Regions from separate parts of the Gossypium hirsutum genome. Here region 1 is linked to region 2. Evidence: chromatin contacts called from public Hi-C data. All regions are on one chromosome and are shown on one strand. The core of a region is the stretch at or near the end of the contact, and the rest is flanking DNA. Distances in the headings are between cores, read along the strand shown. Region 1 holds the start of LOC107915437. Region 2 holds the start of LOC107914784 (Werner Syndrome-like exonuclease).

Evidence for each region. Hi-C and Micro-C count contacts between places; a contact is called where the count stands out from the background.
Region 1: a contact with region 2 is called in a Hi-C map of leaf, with 4 times the contacts expected there. The contact joins the promoter of LOC107915437 here to the promoter of LOC107914784 in region 2. A contact is called at or near these places in 6 of 34 Hi-C or Micro-C datasets (hypocotyl and leaf).

The regions. Positions count from the first base shown.
Region 1 is chrD10:27,317,021-27,320,802 of Gossypium_hirsutum_v2.1, reverse strand. It overlaps LOC107915437, which reads right to left and starts at 1,786. Exons shown (of 1, transcript XM_016844598.1): 1 at 1,436-1,786. The coding sequence starts at 1,786. The coding sequence ends at 1,436. It also overlaps the pseudogene LOC107915438.
Region 2 is chrD10:27,124,890-27,128,430 of Gossypium_hirsutum_v2.1, reverse strand. LOC107914784 (Werner Syndrome-like exonuclease) reads left to right here and starts at 1,438. Exons shown (of 6, transcript XM_016843811.2): 1 at 1,438-1,816; 2 at 1,900-2,079. The coding sequence starts at 1,579.

The sequences.
Region 1 (3,782 bases), core at 537-3,036, 190 kb before region 2:
GGAAGAGAGTGATGGCATCCATACAAGTTATTAACCTGTTCAAAAAGATCAAATCATTGCAGCACTTAGAACAGAATACAGAAATTACAATAAAGACCTACAAATACACGAAAAAACTTGTCAAAATATTGAAGGTGACAGTTGCACACATACACAACACTCGGATATGCCAGTCACATCTATGATAAGCGAATACTAATGGAAGTTTTTGATAAAAAATCATTTCATAATTCAGTCTTCATAACCAAAATTGCAACACGATGACAGTGAAACAGAGCAAACAAACACCAAATCTGCAGTAAATTACCCAAAAAAATTGTCATTTCTAAATCAATTTCATTATATCTATAAGAAAAAAACACCAGATCCATCAAGTAAAAAGTTGAAAAGTAAAGCAGCAATAAAATTGGGAAAAAGAAGTACCTAGCTCTTGGTGACAGAGTCATAGACTATCGCTTCCTTTATGAACAAGTACTTCCATTGTCTTCAACTACACCATACTGTCCTGATGTGTTGGTGTTTTTACAGAAAACCAAGGAGAAATGAAACTAAGAACGAATGCTAAGGAAGATTGAACAAGGAGAAAACTGAAAAAATTATCTCTCTTCATTTCATTGAGTTGAGAAACATATATGATACAAGATAATTACCTAATATGTAACTATTCCCACTAATATTTGACTAAAACTTAGCTTAAATTACACACAAAAGAAGCTCACATATCAGCCATTACCTCAAATTTAAATCAACAACAAATCTTACTAACTTGAAGTCAAATTACAAAGCAACTAAGGCAAGATACAAATGAACAAAATGAACAAAATGCTGCTGCTCCACTGGTTCAGCTTCAATGCAGGTCTGCTGTTGCATTGCAAGCCAAAGCTTAACACTCCTCCTTGGACTGTATGCAACAAACACCAATCCTTCTTCTTAAGGAATCAAACTTGGTAGCACCAAGAGACTTAGTTAGAATATCAGCTAGCTGGTTTTCTAAGCTGCAATGAATCAGATTCACTTCCCTTGATTGTTCAGCCTCTCAAACAAAATGAAATTTAATCTTGAAATGCTTGGTCTTGCCATGAAATACTGGATTTTTTGCTATGACAACTGTTGACTGATTATCAACTTTGATCTCAATATCTTCAACTTGGTTTTCATTTAGATCACATAAATGCTTCCTAAGCCAAATGGCTTGATTAGCAGCTATAGCAACTGCAATGTACCCTGCTTCTGCTATTAATTGAGCAACAGTTTGTTGCTTCTTTGAACTCCAACAAAAGAGCCCTAAGCCAAAAGTGAAGAAGTAGCCAGAAGTGCTTTTCATGTCATCAATTGATCTAGCTCACTCACTATTAGAATACCCTATCAACTTAAACTCTTTTGTCTTCTCAAACTTCACTCCATAATTCAAAATCCCTTTCACATATCTGAGAACTCATTTGGCTGTTTTAAAGTGAGCAGCATCGCAACAATGCATGAATCTGGACAGGAGGCTAACAACAAACATGATATCAGGTCTTGTAGCTGTTAAGTAGAGCAAACAACCTACCAAGCTTCGATACTCCTTCTCATCAACTCTTTCATGATTGCCACTACTGTTAAGTAGGCCTTGAGCCACTAGTGTGCTAACAATTTTGCAATTGGACATGCAAAATTTGTTTAATAACTTCAAGGCAAAAGCCTGCTGACTTATAAAGATGGCATGGTCAGATTGATTTACTTCTATGCCAAGGAAGTAAGTCATTTCCCCCAAATCAGTCATCTCAAAAACATCTTGCATCTGCATCTTAAATTCTCAATCAACTCTCCCTTGCTTCCCGCTACCAACAAATCATCACATAAAGTAACATAATCAGCAGGGTCTCACTTTCAGATTTCTCCACATAAAGAGTAGGCTCACTGATACTCTTCTCAAACCCGAGCCTAGACAGATATTAAAACAAACATCCCCTTCTAATTTTGATTCTTGAATAAAGCAAACGTCCCCTCGAACTTTACAAATTACTTTTTTGAGAACTTTTTTCAAATCCGAAGACATACCCCTAATGTTCCATGACAAAATCCTCATTCTTCCACCCAAAAAGACTCTCATTCACAGTAAAGAATCACGATTATAATTTGTACTAACCTGACCTGTGGCCTACAGACTACTGCACTTCTCTTTATTACTCAATTCTGCCTTTCTTACAATCTTATAATCTCTTCAATAACATCTCATTTGTCACCCAAACACTGAACCCAAGCTTTTTCCCCACTTCCCACATGTTCCTTGCCTCCATAAGAATCACTTTCTTTCTATTACTGATGTCTGAGTCCGATAGAGAAGCATTAACCACTACCTCATCTCTGCCCGCGATTCCTTTTCCTTTCTGTTTTCTCAATGCCCAATCTCTTTTCTTTTTCTCTGTTACTGTGAGAAGTCTATTCTGAATTTCATACATCGATCTAATCTTTCTACCATTATTATTTTTATTTCTGTTTAAGGAAATTTGGAGATTCTTCAAACGATCCCCTTTTTTCTCTGTCTCCTCCACCCCCTCCCACCTCTCTCGATTTTTCCTTTTGTTTGTTGCAATCTGTTTCCCCTAACACATTTGGATTGACAATCTATAAGCCCATATACTTTGCCAAACCCATACCCTCTTCACTGATTTGTTGCTCTTCTTGGGCTCCCTCCTCATTTTTCAGACCTAATTCATCTATTGTAAATCCCATATTACTCACTTCTTTCCTAGCCCGATTGTTGTATCCATTTTAGCTCTTTCTCCCACCCTAGTCTCGATCCTAATTCCACTGATCATTTCCTCGTCCAACCTATAAATGTTTTGAGAACTGTTCTGACATTCGCCGTTAACGCTTGATTTTTTGAGAAAACTCTCATGAATTGCTTCGTCTTCCCAGTCTTATCTCTCTACCGGATTCAGTTCCAACCCGGGACTCATCGGTGATTTCGATTCTGAAACAACAGTGTCGTCCCAATCCCGTACTGAATCCTGCTATTCTCCTCCCTTCACGCCATGATTCTTCCTGTTATCACCTTCAGAATATGATAATCCCATCTCAATGACTCTTATTGGAAATTTAGTCTTCCCCACCTCTAAATAAGTAAATATATTATCTTGTCTATTCTATCCGGCTTATTGATAGACACCAACATTGACATTTTATCAAAGCTATTAACCATTGTCGAATTCTCTCCAAGGGATATTAGCTGCCCCCATATACCCGCTATTCTTTTAAAGGAAGTATAGTTCCAACAGTGTGGAGGGATACCATACGCTTCAATCTACGACACTCTTTCCTCCACCATTGTTGTTTCCGACCAAAGTTCTATCTTGATAAAGAACTCTCTCAAATACACCCAGTCATTCTGCTTCAATACTTCAAATAGTTCTTCATCTGGAATTTCAATAAAAAAAAGTACCTTCCTTGCATTCTTCTGATTTTGATTTCCCATAACCCACTCCTAACTATTCTTTCAAATAAACTCTTCGAATCACAACATGTTGCTGTTGTACCCATCAAACATCTTTTAAGATTCCATAGTTGCTCCTCTTCAACATGTCCTTGCACCACAATGTTGGTATTTTTCTCCTTGACGACCTCCTCATCTTTCTTATTCGGATCATAATTACTCCTCAATGAGCTTTCTCCTACTTCTATTCTGCCAAATTCCTGCGACTAAACATTCACCTCCCTTTTGTTATTTTCATTCCGTCTCTGTTCTGCATTTCCTGCCGTTTAAGTTCTTTTCCAAATTTGTCTCCTCCCCTTAAATTTGG
Region 2 (3,541 bases), core at 189-2,688:
AAATATTATGTTGCTCTAATTAAATATTTATAAATTCAATTTAAAAGATATCATACAGTCATTCAACATTAGCAAATTAATAAGACTAAATAAATCCTATCAAATTTCCCTTTAATCAACAATGGTAGGTTAATAACACTTTCCACCATAATTAAATTTCAAGAATATTTAATAACAAGAATTTAATAATCAAAACATCTAAATATAATGCATAATATAACTTAATTAAAAAAACACTTCAAAAAGAGTTATTTACCAAAAATTAATAATAGAGAAAACATACCATATTAATAACAAACATATATAATTAACAATTATGTCTTTTACATAAAAAAAATAACCTAGAAAGGCAAAAATCAAATACTATCAGAATGTAAAATTTATGTCAAATAAAAATTAATAGTAGTCATACCTTAATTAAAAAAAAACATATGGTCGAAATATAAAAGTTTCTTACCAAATCTATACTTTACCCATGCTTGTACAATAAACCAAAGATCAGGAATAAAAACCATAATCCATTCTGAGATTGAATCTTTCAACATCCCGAAGATGAATTTGTAAGGGTGAAAGTTTAATGTTGGATGACTTCGAAAGATTTTGAAAAAATATAGAGAATCATTGTGCTGATAACGTATTATAAACTAAAGAGAGATGGAGAGAATAAAGAACAAAGAAAATATGAAAGCAACAGAGAATGTACTTTATTAATCAAAAGGATGATTACAATGCTTCATCAGAATCTTCATTTATAGACATAAGAAGTATAAAAAAAGTAGAGATCTAATTCTAAAAACTATTAAAATTTAAAGCATATCAAAACTTTATCTTAATCATAATGGACATCCACTTAATAAGATATTTATAACAATGTTTAAATTTTAATATAAATTAGAATTAAAATTTGGTAGAAGATCGGTTAAGCAGAATTAGGAGTTTGTAAAAATATTTTTTATATTAAAATATAAAAAAATCTCTAATTCTTAGGTTATTTTCCATGTTATAACTCTATTTATATAAATAAAATTAGAAATACTAAATGTTTATTTATTAAAATATTTATATATTTTATTTAAATTTTAATGCTGGGAACAACATATGGCATAAGATATTCTGTTAAGTAGAATTAAGAGTGTGTAAAAGTTTTTCCAAATTAAATTTTAATTATATTAAATATTTTTATATTCAGAAGATAAAATTAATATCTACTTTCATGTTATAACTCAATTTTATGTAATTAAAATGATCACTATTATTTTTCATAGAACTATTATATTATATTATTTAAAAAAAGATAATATATTAAATAAATTTTGTAATTTAGATTTAGTATTTATGTTTTCAAAATTTAATTTTTTTAGAGAAATTTTGGAGAAACAAAAAGTTCGTCAGGATTTTTATTTAGAATATTAATATAGAAAGTATTTTGTGCGAATTGGACTGGGATGGGCTCAAGTCCTGGCAAAAACTTTTCCAAATCGGCCCATCGACTACTCTACCAGACGCCATTAACAAAATTTGAACGTTAAGCTCTCTTTCCCTCTAATTCCGCCCCTCACTTCCATTTCAGATATAGAAATGGAATTCAAAGAAAACAATAGTTTCAGTTTGGATTGGGACGACCGTTTCACTGAAGACGTGATCCGACTAATGGATGCCATTGAAGCCACTCCTCCTCCTCCTCCTCCTTCATCTTCTAGCAAGAAACGCAAGTCCGCCGTCCATCATCAAGATAACCTCAAAACCGGCCGCCAATTGCCTCATTCTATTCTCTCACCCCCGCGTTCTTTTCCGTCTTCCTTCGCTCGTTGTCAATGTATTTCCTATCCCTTACTTTACCCATTTTTTAATTAAAATAAATGAACTAATAGTAAACCCTTTGATTTTTCTGATTGGCAGCTAATACAAGGCTTAGATATCCGCCGTTGAGATTTGGAGGTCATATTTTGTATAGCTTTACGGAAGATGAGGTAGAAAATGCTGCAATGGAGCTATTAAAAATTGTTGAAATTAAGAAGAAAGAAATGGGTCAAGTTGCTTTAGGGTTTGATATTGAGTGGAAGCCCTCTTTCCAAAAAGGTTTGCTTCCTTTACCCTCCTTGTATTGTTACATTCATTTCATATAATCCTTTCTGTTTGTTTCCTAAGAAAAAAAAGTGTGAAAACAAATAAATGTGAAAATTTCTTAAGTTAATATGAAACCTCCCTAAGGTATCTTTGATCATTATTTTAAAGAATTGAGACTTAAAGTTGGAATTTTTTTCAAATTGCATGATTTCTAGATGGAGTACTTATGCTAGAATTGGCATTGTGTTTTTTTTTTGTAGTTTTAATTTTTTTTTTGATGTTTAGCGGTTCTGATATGCCACATTTTGAAACAAAATATATATCTCTTGTGTTTGGTGTTGTCCTCTTCCTTTCTTCCATAAAGCAGCATTGCTATAATTTCTTTTAAAGCAGAAACTAAGCACTCTTTACCTATATTACTTGGCCTTAGGTGTGAGTGCCGGATATGGGTAAGTTCCCAACACAGATATATTCAATTTTTTCCTATGTTTTTAATGTATTTGGAGATCCTCGAATGGTCATATCCCATACTCCTGTCCAAATATGCGTTGGATACAGGTACTTTAGTAAAATAAAGAGTCAAAGCAATATAGCTCTTTAATCCATGTTTCATGAGTTGCTGTTGCCATTACCGATCATTTCCTTTTAATTGAAATACTCTTAACTGTGATAACCTAAATGGTTGTATGCTTGCAAACCGTTATTTATATTCATGTTTTTCCCTTATCTTGTCTACTTTCTGGTAGAAGTGGTCTATTTAGATCATTCTCAGATTGCATTTAGTATAGCATTGAAACATGCACATATTGAATTTGTACTAGTACACAGAATTCATGGCTAAATATACTGATTTGGTTGACCACCTCTACTAACATATCACTTGTCTATCTGGTTTCTGTATTGCCCTCTTGAACTTTCATGAAAAGTATTATCTGTTTGGTACCATAGACATTGGCTTGTGTGGACTCTGGTATTGATATCCAACACTTGTATGTGTCTGCATGCTTGGTTTTTCTTTTTAAGTCTTGGAATTGGCTTAAAAGGATCTAAAAGTTAGATAAAAGTATGTGGATGCATATTTTAACAATGTCTTAAATAAAGATACATAAATGAAAATAATGCAATACCAAATATAATGAGCATTTGTAATTTACTTTTATATTAATAATTAAAATACATTTTATTGGTGAACCATAGAAAGGACGGACCACCACCCTTCATCATCCAACTAAAACAATTACAAGTTGTATCCACATTTGTGATGAAGTATAAAACACATATTATGTGCCGTATCATATTGATGAAGTGGCAATCTTTATTGAAAATTCCATGGAATGTACTTAAGGGAAATGGGGATGACTTTCTGGGACTTTGCAGATTAGAACACGATAACAGAGGACTAATTACTTGCTAACATTTCAATCTAAGGGTGGGTTTAGATGGGCGGTGCGTTTACCTGCGGTTAGTGTAAAAA